2 separate regions of the Canis lupus genome follow, and region 1 is linked to region 2. The links are chromatin contacts, called in public Hi-C maps. All regions are on one chromosome and are shown on one strand. Each heading gives the region's core, a stretch centred on a gene start, on an enhancer-like site or on the middle of the called end of the contact. The rest is flanking DNA. Distances are from core to core; before and after follow the strand shown.

Region 1 (2,700 bases), core at 97-2,596, 300 kb after region 2:
AGTTTGAGGTCCACCAAAGTGGATTAGAAGCCAACACAGGGTTGTGTCTGGGGGACCCATGGGGACCTCCAGCCAGTGAAGCCCTCTATCAATCTGGTATCCCCACAAGCCCTCAGAGACCCAGTCTGCTTTCCTTCCTGGGCCTCAGCTGGACCAGTCAGGACAACACTGTGGTTAAAAGTTCATCCATCAGGGCTGGGACTTCCACACCTATATTATATATAATTTTTTTTTTGAGCATGTATCCTGGATTCTGAGCAGAGCATTTATAAAGTATAACAAGCAAGCCTTCTTGACTAATAGGCTTTCAAACAGTGACAAAAATTTAACATGTTGAGATAAGGGAAATACTTGATCTAACATTTTCACAAACTTTGGATTTACCTCTTGTACCTCACTTGGCTAGCTTCTGCTCCCAAGGGTCACATTTTGGCTGTATAAAGTTGGACAACTTCCTTAACCTCTCCAAGCTTTGGTTTTTCTCATCTGTGAAACAAGCATAATAAAACCACTTGAGAGATTTGTTAAATGAGGTAATTTATGTAAAATAATGTTCACAAGAAGAAAAGGAGTATGTCCCCTCCCCCCGGCCCCTCCCAACTTGATAATTAGAATTCAGCTTCTCTATCTGGCTGAAAATAGAGCCAGGTCCTTTTCACAGGAAAGATTGCAGGCAACAGATAGTTGGGGGCTACGTATTCTATCAAAAGTGGGGAAGGTCACAGGTTAGAGAAACCTCCATATTTTTTCATGGTAATCACGTTTGGAATTCCTGACCTCTCTTGAATGGTTCGTGGAAGACTATTTAGAGCAGTCTAACCTCCACCTAACATACTAATACAAACAACATACATACTGTGCTTCAGACACTGTGCTAAGCATCTCACGCAGTAAAAGTGTCTCATTTCTCGAAGCCATTTAGTTAGGTGCCATTATACTCCCCAGTTCGTTAATTAAGTTGCCCCCGGACCTACAGTTGGAAGTTTCGGAGCCCGAACTCCAGCTTAGGGACACCGTCCCTCCAGAGCCCGAGGTCTTGACGACGCTATGGTGCTTCTGGAGCTGCTGGGGACAGAGATCTTGTTTGGGTCGTGGTTTTAGCCTCCCGCCAGCTGCATCGTAGGTTGAAGGGGCAGACAGGTGGACAAACCCCTGCCGGTCGGGCCGGCAGGGGCAGGGGCAGGGGGAGGGGGAGGTGGAGGTGCAATCGGAGGCGCGCGCACCTGCGGAGAGCCAGCAAGCGCAGCCGGGGGTCAGCCCGGGGCGGGTCCCACAGCTCTCCACCACTTCCGGCCCCGGCCCCGCCCCCCCGGGGGCCCCCCGCCGTGCGCTTCGCGTTCAGGAAATTTGTCCCCAGCGCCGAGCCGTCTCCCCGCCCCCGCCGCTGCCATGGCGGCAGCTCCGCCGCTCTCCAAGGCCGAGTATCTGAAGCGTTACTTGTCTGGGGCAGGTGCCGGCGTCGACGGGGGCCCGGACTCCGGTCGCAAGCGTCGCAAAAAGCGGCCGAAGCCTGGCGGGGCCGGCGGCAGGGGGTGAGTGGGTGCTGGCGGGGCGGGGCGGGGCCTGCGGCGGCCGGCCGCCCCTCTGCTCCCCGGCTCCGCGCTCGGCCGGCGCGCCCCGCGGCCGTGCGCTCGCCGCCTCCGGCCGCCGGTAACTTTCTCAGGCTGTTCCCGCCCCGGTGGCTTTCCGGCCTCTCCCGTGGAGAGTGAGTGTCGCGCCGAGAGGAACGGCGGGGTCGCCCGGAGCCTGTGATGGCACGGCCGGGGGCTCGGCGGAGTCGGGCGCCGCGCGCACCTGGGGCCGAGTCCTGCGCGGGCGGGCGCCGACCGAGGCTCCAGGATTCCGCGGCGGAGCGGGGCCGCCGTGCCGCTCTCCCGGCGGGTCCGCGCAGGACCCCAGGACGTGACTTCCTTCGGAAGTAGTGCCGCCGCGGGTGTAGCTAATCAAGATGCGGTCACAGCACATCAGGACGGGCGCCAAATCCAGCGTGCCCGGGGACCCCTTAGGAAGGGGGGGATTTGGACGCAGAGATGGGGAAAGCCCGCCGTGTGAAGATGGAGGCCGGCCTTGGGCTGGGTTTACGCTGCCACTAGTAGCCAGAGTATGCGAGTACGCCTGCCGCTGCCAGCAGTTGGAACAGCCAAGGAATCCCCCCGCCCCCAGCCTTCCCAGTGGGCACTGCCTTGCAGACACCTTGATTTCAGACTTCAAGCCCCCAGGACCCTGAGAGAGTACAGTTCTGTTGCCTTAAGCCGCCTGGTTGGCGGCACTTTGTCAGGCAGCCCTGGGGAACCAATACGCCCAGCTCCAGAGACCAAATCCACTTCCTTTTTTTTTTTTTTTTTTTAATTTTTATTTATTTATGATAGTCACACACAGAGAGAGAGAGAGAGAGAGAGGCAGAGACACAGGCAGAGGGAGAAGCAGGCTCCATACACCGGGAGCCCAACGTGGGATTCGATCCCAGGTCTCCAGGATCGCGCCCTGGGCCAAAGGCGGGCGCCAAACCGCTGCGCCACCCAGGGATCCCCCAAATCCACTTCCTTTCGTGGGTTGCTTCTTGCCTGTTCTTGCCCTCTGTCTTCCTGCCTTCCGACTTGTGTCGATTGTTTGGACACAGACAGTGCCATGTAGAGAAAATAGCTTGCTTGACCTCTGGAGTAATACCAGTCAGAGTTTGAGTCCTGGCTGTGCCACGTT
Region 2 (2,714 bases), core at 211-2,710:
TACTGTTAATTGTGTTGGCAGTTTGGAACAGCAACCAGGGAACTGATGCAAGACAATTGTGGGATGACCTCTCTGTCCCGTCCTAGTGCCAGCCATTACTCATAGTCAGATGGGGAGCCAGGACGCGCTCGTAAACATTTTTGGGTCAGAGAGAGTCAATAGGCTCCCTCCTCCTCACACACTCACGGTGCCCTGGGTGTCAGTTTTGGTATGGTACATGCGGTCACCTGACGACACAGTTCCGCCGCACAGACAGGCAGACGTCCAGGTGGATGGATCCGGACCGGACTGAGCACATCTTAACACTGGAGCGTTCAGTCCTCTCCCTGTCTCTAGCACCCCCCAGGCTGCCAAAGGCCACCTTGCCATTGCCAGCCCCATCGCCTATCCCTCTTATCCCCCCCCCCAAAGCAATTAAATCAATCTAGTTAATAGAAGCAGTGGGACGAAGTGGAAGGGAAAGCGCGGAGCTAGTGAGGAGGGGCCCTGGGGGATCCGGATGGCAGAGGAAGGAGAGAGAGAGAGAGAGTGTGAGATTCACTGTTGGAAGCGTCACTTTGGTCACCTTCGATGTCTTTGGAGGGTCCCCGTGGGGAGGGAATCATGATGCCAGAACCTGCTTCTTCATTTTGCCTAACAGACGGTTTCGTCCCTGAGCACGACGTGGCCCTGCTGGACGACGCGCAGCTGCTTCGTCGGGTCACGGCAGCGACACGAGCAGGACGCGGCGCCGGGACCGCCGGGACCGCCCCCCGCTGCAGGGTCGCCGGAGGCCGGGCGGAGGGAGACCCCCGGCGGAGCGCATCCCCGCGCGGCCCCGCCCCCGCGCCCCCCACCCCGCGGGCCGTGACGGGGCGCCCGGTGGCCGCGGGGCAGTTGCGCTGCTGGAAGGAATCTTGCTGAAGAACTGCCCTGCCCGGCCACCGGCCTGCTGACGGTTTCCTCGGCGCGGCGGCTGCTCCTGCCTGGGGGGCCTCGAGGGCTAAAGGGGGACGAGGCCGCGGTTTCCGGGGACGGGGCAGTACTTTGGTTCACGGGAGGCCGGGCGACTGCTGAAGGGGGCGGGTGGCCTGGAGCGCCGTGGCCTGCACCTCCCGCGGCCCCCCCCGCCCCCGCCCCCGCCCGCGAGCGCGAGCGCGGCGGCCGTCCCGGAGCGGCGGGCGGGCGGGCGGCGCGCACCGTCCCGTCCCCGGAGGGGGGCGCCCGGGAGCCAGCGCCCGGGCCGCCGTCCCACGCGGGGAGGGCGGGCGGGCGGGCGGGCCGGTGACGTCACGGTTGCCATGGCCGCGGGCAGTGACGCGCGTCGGCACGTGACGCGCCGTTGCCATGGCGCCGGGCCCCGGCGGCGCGGGCGCCCCGCCTCCCGGAGTGACGTGGGCCGGCCCCCCCGCTTTTCCCGCCCCCCGCCCCCTCCCCCCCGCCGGCTCCCCGCGGCCCGGGAGGTTTCACTGCACAACAAGATGGCGGCGGCGGCGGCGAGCGGAGCTGGCGGGGCTGCCGGGGCCGGGGCGGGGGGAGCCGGGCCGGCGGGCCGCCTGCTGCCTCCGCCCGCCCCGGGGCCGCCGGCCGCCCCCGCTGCCGTGCCCCCGGCGGCCGGCCCGCCGCGTCCCCCCGCCCCGGCCTCCCGCGGGCCGGTGCCTGCGCGCATCGGCTACTACGAGATCGACCGCACCATCGGCAAGGGCAACTTCGCGGTGGTCAAGCGGGCCACGCACCTCGTCACCAAGGCCAAGGTAGCGGCGCGGCGGCAGCGCGGCCCGGGGCGGGGGCGGGGGCGGGGGCGCGGGGCCGGGGCCGGGGCCGGGGCGAGCGCGGGGCGCGGGGCGCGGGGCCGGGCGGCCGGGGCCGGGGACCGACGCTGCGGAGCCGGGGCTGCGGGGGGCGGCGGGGGAGCTCTGGGACTCCTGGCGGAGCCGCACCCCGAAGCCGGGGGCCCCGGGAGCCCGCAGTTGGAGCCCCCGGGGGACGGGGGCAGGGGCTAGGAGGTGCGGACCGCGGGGTGGCCGCGGGGGGGCTTCGGAGAGGACCAAGGACGGCCGGGGCATGCCGGGGCGCGGGGCTGCGGGGCTGCGGGGGTGCGCGGTCCTGGCGCCCCGTGACACACGCCGGGCAGCGCTTGGTCGCCCGGGACTGATGGGAGGTCGCGGCGGGGAGCGGGAGCCCGGGGACGGCCCCGAGATCGTTGGAGGAGGCGACGGAGAAAACGGGGAAACGAGGGGGAGGCAGATCGCGTGGCTCCTCCGCGGGAAGGGGCTCAGGGAGCAGAGGCCCAGGGCGCCCGGGGTCGTGACGGCACTAGGGAGTCAGGGGGTAAGCGGTTCGGGAGAGCTGGGTTGCTGCTTTATTTTTAGTTGTTGCAGGGTCTGGAATCGTGGGCTTTCAGAGAGCCCCGGGGTGGGCTCTCGGCGGTGGTGGGGGAAGCCCGGTGGGTGACGGAGGAGGTGTTGGAGGAACCCAGACCCTGGAGGATCAGTACACTCCTTGGGCCCTTTGGTTCTCCAGGGATTTGCGGAGCTGTTACTAGTGAAATGGGCCAAGGTCAGTTAGGAAGGCACATAAGTACACATGTACGGTTTGACATGTAAAATTCCTTTTTTTTTTTTGAGGAAATGTGGGGTAGCCTTCTTCACTGGAAGTATTGGAACCAGAGTCCTCAGGAGGAATCTTTTGGTCTTGAGAGGACCCACAAAGCCCATTTGTACTCCAGATCTCTT

Evidence for each region. Hi-C and Micro-C count contacts between places; a contact is called where the count stands out from the background.
Region 1: a Hi-C map of amygdala shows a contact between it and region 2, with 4 times the contacts expected there. The contact joins the promoter of BUD13 here to the promoter of SIK3 in region 2.

What each region holds. Positions count from the first base shown.
Region 1 is chr5:16,817,200-16,819,899 of UU_Cfam_GSD_1.0, forward strand. BUD13 (BUD13 homolog) reads left to right here and starts at 1,347. Exons shown (of 12, transcript XR_005359212.1): 1 at 1,347-1,532. It overlaps LOC111095818 (a long non-coding RNA gene), which reads right to left and starts at 1,217. Exons shown (of 4, transcript XR_005359242.1): 1 at 975-1,217; 2 at 385-486.
Region 2 is chr5:16,520,307-16,523,020 of UU_Cfam_GSD_1.0, forward strand. It overlaps SIK3 (serine/threonine-protein kinase SIK3), which reads left to right and starts at 1,461. Exons shown (of 24, transcript XM_038536052.1): 1 at 1,461-1,733. The coding sequence starts at 1,461. It overlaps LOC111095817 (a long non-coding RNA gene), which reads right to left and starts at 743. Exons shown (of 4, transcript XR_005359208.1): 1 at 566-743.